Regions from separate parts of the Zea mays genome. Here region 2 is linked to region 1. The links are chromatin contacts, called in public Hi-C maps. All regions are on one chromosome and are shown on one strand. Each heading gives the region's core, a stretch centred on a gene start, on an enhancer-like site or on the middle of the called end of the contact. The rest is flanking DNA. Distances are from core to core; before and after follow the strand shown. Region 1 holds the start of LOC103637402 (alpha/beta-Hydrolases superfamily protein). Region 2 holds the start of LOC103637420 (Heavy metal transport/detoxification superfamily protein).

The links. Hi-C and Micro-C count contacts between places; a contact is called where the count stands out from the background.
Region 2: a Hi-C map of ear shows a contact between it and region 1, with 5 times the contacts expected there. The contact joins the promoter of LOC103637420 here to the promoter of LOC103637402 in region 1. A contact is called at or near these places in 12 of 25 Hi-C or Micro-C datasets (bundle sheath, ear, leaf and 4 more) and 2 of 3 datasets of contacts at active chromatin or transcription factors (leaf and seedling).

What each region holds. Positions count from the first base shown.
Region 1 is chr1:82,837,194-82,842,643 of Zm-B73-REFERENCE-NAM-5.0, forward strand. It overlaps LOC103637402 (alpha/beta-Hydrolases superfamily protein), which reads right to left and starts at 3,044. Exons shown (of 3, transcript XM_008659607.4): 1 at 1,871-3,044; 2 at 1,584-1,783; 3 at 1-80. The coding sequence starts at 2,746. It overlaps LOC103637411 (a long non-coding RNA gene), which reads left to right. Exons shown (of 4, transcript XR_558157.3): 4 at 1-334.
Region 2 is chr1:82,967,672-82,973,121 of Zm-B73-REFERENCE-NAM-5.0, forward strand. LOC103637420 (Heavy metal transport/detoxification superfamily protein) reads right to left here and starts at 3,020. Exons shown (of 3, transcript XM_008659627.4): 1 at 2,790-3,020; 2 at 2,450-2,525; 3 at 1,630-2,325. The coding sequence starts at 2,798. The coding sequence ends at 1,895. It overlaps LOC103637435 (protein LAZ1 homolog 2), which reads right to left. Exons shown (of 5, transcript XM_008659634.3): 5 at 5,130-5,450.

The DNA of each region.
Region 1 (5,450 bases), core at 1,794-4,293:
CGCAGATGATGTTGTGGAGGGTGTGCCACGACGCGATGTGCGTGTGGCAGAAGAAGCCGTCCATCAGGTACGTCCGTACCCTGCCCGTAGGGAGAAGGAGCACAGCACGACGAATGGTTGGTTAACCGGAAAAAACAACAACAACAACAACAACCGTGTCTCTCAAACAGTCAAACCAAACCGTGCTGCTGTGCTTGTTTTTAGTTGGTAGTTGGGAGTACGTGCACCCGCACCCCGCTGGATACATCTGAATGGAGAGACGATGATCTGTATCCGCTCCTTTTATGGCACGCTTAACCAAATCTTGCTGGGAGCGGGGGTGTTGGACGATTAATGGCCATTTCCTTTGATTCTTACGCTGCTAAATACGCTAGCTTACCTTTAGGCATTAGTAGGACGATGCACCATTTCGTGAAAAAAAAACCCTGTTGGCTGTTGGATCTAAAAATGAACGATACTTGCGTTTGTTTCCTACGAAAGTAAGTTGCTCTCTCTCTCTGACTCTCTCCAGCAAACGTTGTGGAGCATTGAAAGCTTTGAAGAAATAAAAACATTCTTAAAACCATATTCATACAAGAAACGTAAAAAAAATCCCACCCCAAAATGTTCCGCAGAACTTATGCTGCCTTGCGTGGCCTGAGTCTGACAGTACCTCTATTTTAAATTTTACAACTTCTTTTTGTTTGGTTCTAAGTTAAACTAATCGAGGTTTGATCAAATTTATCAAAAAAAAGTGTCAACATCTACAATACCAAACAAATCCACTGTCAAAATATATCACACGACGCCTGCGATGAATCTTCTTTGATGTAACAGACGTTATATATCTTTTTATACAAATTTGACCGAAACTAGAAAACCCTTTTACTTGTCATAGAATTAAATCGAGTCGCAGTTTATAACGGTCCAAGAGATCTATAGGATTTAGTGAAATCAGCCGAGTAGCTGGGGCGCAGTAGGTTGGTCAGTGGGCTGGCCATGCCACACGGCACCGGCGGTGGACCGGCAGATGGCCGGCCGGCCCTCAAGCTCAACAGAAGCACCCGAACGGTAGACCGCGGTCAACTGGTTCCTATGCACCCTATTAACTGCCATTGATCACATCGACGAAGCGGCGCAGGCTCAGCTGGGCCCTACCGGAGGTCCTAAATGCTGCAGTACGAAGAGAGTGGAGTGGAGTACCCTTGAGATCCTATTGATATGATGGTCTCCTCTGTGAGCTTGATTAGTACTAGCCCGTAGGTTTGTGCAAATCAAACCGAACCAATGGAATGGAGGAAGATGGCCATATGCGCGGCGTATCGTGAACCATGACCCAACAAAAACCTCTTGTTGGATGCAAAGAAAATGCCGTTGAGCCGGTCGGTCGCTGACCTAATTTCACCTCGCAGATGCGCACTGAACTCCTTGAATTTTCCCCTTATTATTACTGTTATTGCTACTACTACTACTACTTATTATTATTATTATTATTATTATTATTATTATTATTATTATTATTATTATTATTATTATTATTATTATTATTATTATTATTATTATTATTATTATTATTATTTCATCCACGTACGCGAGCGACGTACCTGTAGAGGGTGAAGACGCGGAAGGCGAGCTCCCAGAGGCGGTGGTGCTTGCAGAGCACGATGCTGACGGTGCGGCTGAGGTGCTCGTACCAGCAGGCCACGGAGGCGCCGAACGCGATGGCCGGCCACACCCGCCGCGGCGCCACCGTCCGCAGCACGTACTGCGTGCCGACCTCCCCGCGCGGCACCGGGAAGTACGGCTGCATTAGCGCTAGCGCTAGCGTCAGAGAGAGAGAGACAGAGAGAGCGCACGCGGAATGAGATGATGTCGAGAACACTACACGTACCGGCGCGACGAGCGTGAGGGACTTGACCGCGGCGGGGTACCTGACGGCGAGCGCGAGCGCGAGGATGGAGCCCAGCGAGTGCGCCACGATGTGGAAGGACTTGACCCCGTGGCGCTCGATCACGGACCGCTCGATCATCTCCACGTGCTCCCGCAGCGTGTACAGCGAGTCCGCCGGCTTGGGGCTGCGGCCGAACCCCAGGAGGTCCACGGCGAACAGCCGCCGCCGGGACCGCGCCTCGGGGCTCACGTGCGGGAGCACCGTCTGGGTCCAGAACCCCGACGACGAGATGAAGCCGTGGATGAACAGCACGTCCTCCTCCGTCGCCACGCCGCCGTCGCCAGCTGGTGGCGCCTCGACGTGCACGAAGAGGCGGCCCGTGTCCGCCGGGTTGCAGTTGGCGCAGTGGCAGTCGGACCAGCGCGGCGACGGGTACTTGTTGCTGCCGTCTCCGCCGGCCTTGCCCCGCAGCATCATCTGCACGATGGGGGCGGAGTGCACGGTGACCCCCGCCGCCGCGCGCCGCGGGGAGGAAAACGCCGCCCCCGCGACCGCGAGCACGGAGCGGCGGCGCGCGTACAGCGTGTCGGAGATGTCCTCGAGGTGCAGCCTGGTGGCGGACAGCATGCTGACCACCTTGGAGCCTCCCCGCTCCGACACGACGATCTTCCCACCTGCGGGGCCCGACGACGACGCCGGGGACGGGCGCGCGCAGTAGCAGGGCCGCCACGCGCCCTCCGCCACGTAGTCCGCCACCCTGTACGCCACGCACAGCAGCGCCTCCAGCGCGTCCAGCAGCAGGAACACCACGAAGCTCACGGCCTCGTTCGCCGCACGGCCGGCGGACGCCAATGCCGACCGCGCCGCGGCGCCCATATCGATCCACGCCGCCGCCGCCGCCGCCAGGAAGGCTCTAGCAGCGCAGGGAAGGTGGTGGCGGACCGGTGGTAAAAGGAGCAGAGGTTGCAGCGCAGCGAGCGGTGCGTGGCGAGTGAGTGAGAGTGAATTGATGGTGCTCCCGCATTAAAGCGCAGGGGTTGGTGGTAGTTGAACTGACACGGCCAACTGGTGCGCGCACCGCGCAAGGCTTGGCTTGGGCTCTGGACTGGAGCAGCGGGTAGCGCGGGCGGGCAGGCAGGCAGGCAGGCAGCCCGCCCAAGCTCAGCTCAGAGGCCATTCATAGCATAGGTAGACGGCCAGACGGTCCTTGCTTCCGTCTACGGGAGTCTAGAATGTGTTGCTGCCTGGTAGTAAAACGCAAGAAAGAAAAAATTAATGTTGAAATCAGAAACCATTGTTTCACTTGGTAAACTTGCCATGGCAAGATTCTTTACAGTACAGTACTCCTTTTTCCTCCTTGGAATTGGAATCCAACAAGTCAATGGAAACAACGAGACAGCGAGAGCACACGCGCGCCATTATTTTTGTTGTTCTGAGCCATTGTTGTTGGCGTCGCCGTTGACGCTCGGCCCTGATCGGCGGTCACGAAGCGCCATCGGACAGGACTCTTTCAAGGTACGTATATAATACGAAAACATGCACTATATACAGATGGAAATGATGTTTTTTTTCTGTTGCCACGTGTTCTGAACTTCTGACGGTATTCACACGTACGCACGCTCCGAATCTCCGAACCGGCTGCCCGATCGGTGTCCGCAAGGCACCACCTGCAAACAGGTGTGCTAATGGATCGCAATCCAAATATTTTTTCGTAAAATAATAGAGGTCTAAATAATTTTTAGTTTAAAAATAAATAGAAATATGGTCCAATCCTAAAATGGTCTAATCCTTAAATCTTTTAGTTTTAGAAGCTATAAAATCGAAAAGAATTAGAAGGGTTAGATTCCCCTTCTTATTTAATTTTAAATAAGAAAGAGAATCAAGTCCATCCAATCCCCCGGTTTTCTCGCTCCCAAACTAAAATTTAGAATTTATTGTTATTTCTAACTACACGCAAGCTATTTGCCACGTCTGCAATTCTGTTTTCTCGGGATATACGGGCTCCAAATACGATTCTCAAGTAGTACTCGCAGCCAGAATGCATACGCGCGTTTTTTTTGAAAGAGGGGAACGTGGCCGAACATTTGCAGGAGCGTTCCGTAGTTCGCACATGGCTTTGTAGTGTGTGCGGTGTAGCTGCATGCTGGACCGGAGGATCACCCTTGTTCTTGTTCACCTAGGCGTCTAGCTAGCACGTTGCTGCTCGCACTAGCCAATATCGGATTCGTCTACGTCCGTATATCTGGAAAAAAATTCGCGACTCAACACCATGCATCAACTGTCCTTGTTTAGATCACTACAACAGCTACAGTCATTTTCGGCGGCTTCTGGCCGCCAAAAAAAACCGGCGGCCAGTGTCTGGCCGCCGAAAATAACTTATTTTCGGCGGCTGGCTACCTGGCCGCCGAAAATAACAGTTTATTTTCGGCGGCTAGCCAGTCAGCCGCCAGAAATAACAACTGCCGAAAATAAAATACCTATTTTCAACGGCTAGAGGGGCCGCCGAAAATTACTAATTTCAGAGCAAAAAAAAAAAATGAAAAAAAATGCGAAAAATAACAGAATTTCATACAAAATTCATACAATAACAGAAATTCCATACAATCACAGAAAATTCATACTTGAGTTCACAACATAAAACTTGAGTCCATACAAATATAAAGTCCACAAATAGTCCATACAAACATAAAGTCCACAAAATAGTTCATTACAACACAGTGCGACACAAAGCTAACTTAATCACACATTGGGGTCGTTGGAGTTGTGTCCACTACCTCCAGAAGCCAATAACTGGTCGACGAAGTCGTGTAACGGGGTTGGATCCTAAAAAAAAGATGACATTAATAACGGCATTGGTTACATGTATAACGACTATTCAAACAAATTGTTTCTCAAACTAACCTCTCCTGCATAAGCTCCCTCCCCTGCATAAGCTCCTGGTGCTGGTATGACCGGTGGTGGCGTGTTGTGGCCCATGACCCCGGATCCCTACAAAATCAAGTTTAGTAAAGATTTGACAATTAGGTTGATACAAACGACAAGTCTTAACTAAATTGAATAACCTGAGGTGGAGGTGGAGGTGGCGGAGCATGTAATCCCCACTGAGGCATCGGCGGCTGAAATTGAGGGAAAACAAATGGTTGCTGTTGTGCCTGCTGTGGAAACCAAGACTGTTGCAAATATAATATATTAGTTATAGAACCAATATCGAGCGTGTTGAGAATAAATAAGACACTCACGTTCATTGCTTGTTGCGCCTGTGCGTTGTAAGCAGCCATGTACTCTGATTGCTGTTGGAGAAATGCCATTTGTTGTTGCCGCATCTCTTCACGAAACTTTTCTTGCTGCTCCCTCATAGCTTCCTCCATGCTAGATACAGAGCGGCGACTACGGCTGCTACTACCACAGCCCGCCTGCGACGAAGAGCCGCCACGAGAACGCAACTCCGTCGAATCGATAACACCGGTAAACATAGAATATCTTTAAGAACAAGAAAATTAGCTATTCGGTCGTAGTTTCAATATTATTGAAAACAATTCACAAGTTCATACCGTCCATGCGCCTTGCCGCCAAGTGAATG
Region 2 (5,450 bases), core at 1,770-4,269, 130 kb after region 1:
CCGCCACAAAAAAAATCACTCCGGTATTTAATTTATCTCGTTCCCACGTGACTCTAATACAAACACCATAAAAACTGTGGCCGTTCATTTCATTCATCTTTATTCATCAAACCAAACACACAGTGGCCCTGCTGAAAACATGGGCGAATTTGGACGCGGAGCGAGTCCTGGAATGTGAGTTTGGGTCCAAACGGAACGGGTGTGCTAGATGAAGTCGACAAGGCTGGCTCTAGGTCTCTAGCAGGAGCCTATAGACGTTCCTCTCCTTTAAACTCCTATCCTCCAGTAATGTTCTTAAATGCTTCTTTTAAATATACATATAGGTGGCGCTTTATTTGTAGAGATTATTCCTCTCCTCTTTTATCTATATTTTCATACTTCAAATAACATATTAAACAAAGCTAAAATATGCATTAAATGTTTAATGGTGTGAGACGGATATAGAAAATGATATTAGAGACTAAACACAATATAAGTTTATACAATATTGTTTTGCACATCTCCAGCAAAACGTGTATATGAGCGTACACAATATTATTTTGCACGGTACAATACACTATTTATATAGTGAAGTTTCAAATGAGAAATGAGAAATAAGATAGAAAGAAGTAGTCATGCATATTATACTTTGTGCCATGGCATCATCCACCATGTTTTGCCGCTACGTTACGTAGTTTCAGTTTCGAGTGAGATCGAGACTAGTTGAGGTGTGGGGACTGTGGGCAGGTTTGCTTATCTATGAGCCTACGGCTACGAGGTCGTGTGAGTTGTCGGCTCGGCTTGGCACGCTGCTCCCAATTGTCATCTTGGTTTGAAAATTTGCCATTCGTGTTCAACTTGTCGTGGACCAAGCAAGTCTCAAAGAGCCCCCACCAGCGGAAAACATTTCTCGGTTGGCGTCTTGTGGCATATCAAGATTCTGTTTCTCCGTTAATCAAGAGTCCTTTTTTGGACGGGCTGTGAATATCATGACTTGACAGCACTAAGACGAATTGACGGCGAGCAAAGGGAAAAAAAAGGCATACTACTACTCAGAGCGAGCACAATAGGTAGCTGTAATATTAACATGGAAGATTGAGGAAAGAAAGAGAGTAAAGGAGCGAATATAATAAGGTGACGTAGTCCGGCTGTAAAATATATCATATCAGGTTTATGGTGATATGCAAAAGTGAGATACAGAGAGAAGAAAACGCGGGATGATCACTAATAGTCAACTGAAAGCATGCTACTCAAGGATTTCAACGCAGTCTATGAGAGGAAGAGATATGCCAAGCATTAAATATATACCATGCATTTTTAGATGACTACAAATTTAGTTGGCTATATGTGACATGATAATTTCATACAACATGATGTGGGCTATATTATTAAACTTGCTCGAAACGGGCTATAAACTAACAACCAACTTATACACGAGAACAAAAAAAAAGTGGGAGAGACAAGTTTACCGTGTATTAATTATAAAAAGCTAACCATTATACATATATAGACTACAAAAGTCTTTACCAGCGCTACAATAGTAAACTTGTTCTTAACATTAAGGTTTTGTTTTGATATTCTAGTATTCATCTTAATCCACATGTACCGAGGAGGAGGAGGTGAATACTAGAGTAACCACACGAACATGCATGTATCAATAGTACTCGTATAAAATCCAAAACTGTATTAGCTACATACAGCTCTGGTTATCCCAGAAAGCGAAGTCCCATTTACACATATACCGCCACACGTACGTACGTGTTATTCTATATGTACTGTACATACAGACACGCTGCGTATCCTCCATGAGCAGCCAGAACGCGATCTAGAAGTGAAAAAAAAAAAAAGAAACTGCATGCTGGTTCAACACTACCTTCTTCACCTTCGTAGATCATTCTCCATGCCATGAGTCGCCTTAGCAGACGGTGCAGGAGTTGGGGTCCTCCTCCATGCTCTGGACGTGGTAGTGCGTGGCCACGGGCGGGTACGGGTAGTAGGAGGAGGCCCGGTAATACTGGTTCAACAGCTCGGCCAGCTGGACCTGCTGCTCCGTCGGCGGCGCCGCCTTCTTGCCGTCCTTGTCTTTCTCGCCGCCTGCTTCCTTCTTATTCTCCCCCTCGCCTGCTTCCTTCTTCTCCCCCTCGCCGCCTTCCTTCTTCTCCCCCTCGCCGCCGTCCTTCTTGGCTGCCTCCCCGTCCTTCTTCTCCGGCTCCTTGGCCGGGCCGACGGACTCGATGGTCGCCGACCACGACGCCTTGCGCAGCTTGCTCACCACGCTCACGGGGTCCACCATGCCGACCACCGTCATCTTGTGCGACGCCATGTCCGCGGATATCTCGTCGATGCCTGCACACCACGTACAACCAGCAGGGGACACGGTTGGGCCTGCATGCACGATGATGAGAAACAGTAACAAGAAGGAGAGAAAAGCCGCAGCAGCTGCTGCTGCTATGCTGCCACGGTACCGTACCGGTGAGCGCCGAGACAGCCTTCATGGCCTTCTGCTTGTCCTTGTTGTCCTGCAGGTGCAGCTTCACCACGATTTTCTGCATCCCAGAACCAAGAATGTGAGGAAACCGAACGGTTCCAATACTCTTCCATTCTGTGATGAGCAGTGCACAGCAGGCAGGCACGCAAGAGCAAAAGCAGAGAAAAGCAAAACGAATCATCCTTGGGTTCCAAAGCAAGATCCGATCCTAACCCCGTGCCTCTGGAAAGGCGACCAGCTTTGCGCACACGTACGGGCACGGCCGGCAGAAAGAAACCAGATCGCGACCAATGCGAGCAGCGCGGGAGCGGGCGCGGCTTACCTTCGACATCTCGCCGGTGGCGCACGCGCACCAGAGGAGGGTCTGCTGCAGGCGAGGATGTCCGAGGATGGGGGGTGCAGAGGAGGGAACGATGGCGCCGAGAGGCAGCGCCAGGAGGAGAGCTTAAAAAGCAAGCATGGGTAGTGGCAGTTGGGTGCGTCACGTTTCAAAAACAGAAAGGAAAATAGGAAAAAGGGGATAGCCAGGGAAAGTTGGTGTGGAGCAAATCTTGGTCCTCTTCCGCCCACTTGGCTCTCTTCAGCTTTATTATTATTAGATCCACTAGTTTATCAGCAGTCTCTGCTTCATTTCCAGCAAAATTATGTAAAAATTCTTGAGTAAATCTAATATATATATATATATATATATATATAATGCTGTCTTCAGTTTTAGGTTTGTCATAAGTGAATTACTATCAACTTTGACCGATTATACCGAATGTTTCATAAGATTTTACAACACAAAAGTAAAATTGCTAGATTCATCATGACTTGCACTACCATAATATATAATTCATTTAGTTTTAAAATGATTTAAGCTTTTATATATATATATTGTTGGTTAAATTTAAAATAGTTTGACTTATGACAAACTCAAAAATGACTAAATCAAGTGGACACAGGGAGTAGCTACTAAAATTAGCTAAAGTCATCCAAACAGACTAGCTAATAATTCAGCCATTAGCTACTTTTAGTAAATTAGTTAATAGTTAGTTAGTTAATTATACTAGAAAATTTTTAGCTAACTATCTATTAGCTCTAGCGCATTCAAACGCCCCCTTAGTTCAATACAAAGTGAGCGGTGAATGCCAACCAATTAAAATTATAAGAAGTTTTATTTTTATGATACATTATTTTTTCTATATATCTAAATATAGTGCGTGTCTAGGTCTATAAAAAAACCGTGTATCTAAAAAATCATGACGTCTTATAATTTAAAATTTAGAAAGTAAAATATTGTATGTTTTCTTTGTCTAACAGTGTAAAGTGTAAGTTGTTAATGCACATACAACCCAACAAATATATAGGTTAACAAGTTATCCTTGGGCACTTCTTCTCTGTCTTAATCAAGCATTCCAGCGAAAACATTGGAGGTCTATTAAATTAGGTTCATCATGCTATTTCGGTTTATTCTAAAGACCGGTGCGAGAAGGTTGAATATTTGAATTGTTTTTCAATATGCTTTGGTGGGCCTCAACACGAGCTAAACCTAGGCATCATGACTTTTTTTTGATGACCATGATGCCAACGCTATTTACACACTGTTTTTCTGAACATTTTCGTGCTCTCTCCCTGTATAGACTATAACTATAGTCTCAGTGGCGGATCTCCAACCGGGGCTGTCTGTGCTGCAGCCCCGGTCGCAGCCCAGTAAAGCGAATAGGCCCATCGCCGCGCGATAGCCCAGCTCCAGCCACCTAGCTCCAGCCACGTCTAGCCCCGTGAACATCCTCCCTCTATCCTATACCCTCCAGCTCCAGCCGCCGCCAGCTATGGAGCCGCCCACGCTCGGACCCCAGAGGCCGAAGCACCGCCGCCGCTGCAACCCACAGCGCCGCTCACCCGGAGCCTGGAGGCCGGACCGCCGGACGGCCGGAGCACCGCTCGCCGGCGCCCGGAGTCCAGCCGCCGACTCGCAGGTTGTCTAGCTGCCGGCCGCCGACTCGCCGTTGTCCAGTCGCCAACCACGCGTCCACGCGGTGACCGAAGACTGGAGCATGGGAGCAGGCGAGGCGTGCACCAAGCAGCCGTGAGCCCGTGACCGTGAGCCCGAGCCGAGCAGGGGTTTGTGATTTTAAGTTTGATTTAAAGTTTTGATTTGATTATTTATTTGGTAGTAATCTAATGTTTGGTTTTGTGATGAATGGATGAATAAAACATGTTATGCTATATTGAGCGAGATATGTTTGTAGATATTCAAAATGAAAAGATTTTGAATGTTTAAATTATATCTTGCTTCTTGTGTCATATTAAACAATAAACATCAATTATATTTTTTTGTTTGGTTTAAAAAAATTATAATCTTAGATTAGTAGCCCTCCTCTTGAATCAATCATGGATCCGCCACTGTATAGTCTCCACCCTTTCTAACGTGGCATGATAACGCTGAGGTGGAGGGATTAGTAAGTCGTTTGCAACGTAAAACCTTATGTTCTGTTTGGATCCGGCACGTCCAGGTCCAGAAGGCCGATGGAATCTCCAAGCAAAATATGAAATACAGCCGTGTTCGTGTATATTTGTTCACCGTCATCAATATTGTGCTGGCACCAAAGTGTTCGTATGTCGCTACGGTTTCTATTTATACTTAACTATAGAATATAAAATAGACTAGAGTGTTTTGTTAGATAGGTGAGATTAAATATAAGTTTAAACCTAACAACCGGGCACATAAACCTTACACCAACACTAACCCCAGAGGCCATAAAATCCGTCTCAAACCAGAACCCAACTCAACAAAGCCTGCATCGAAACAGAAAAAATCCTTTTACAACTACTCCAACGAGATGTTCACAGACTTCCACTAACAGCACGACGAATCTGACCACGCAGCGGCATTCTTGTCAATACCATACCACTGCAGGCTTGATCTCTTCCAGCCACACCAAGATGAAGCTTTTGAAAGCCTCCAAGCTCTAGTTGGGCAGCAATAAGATAGTTCTTT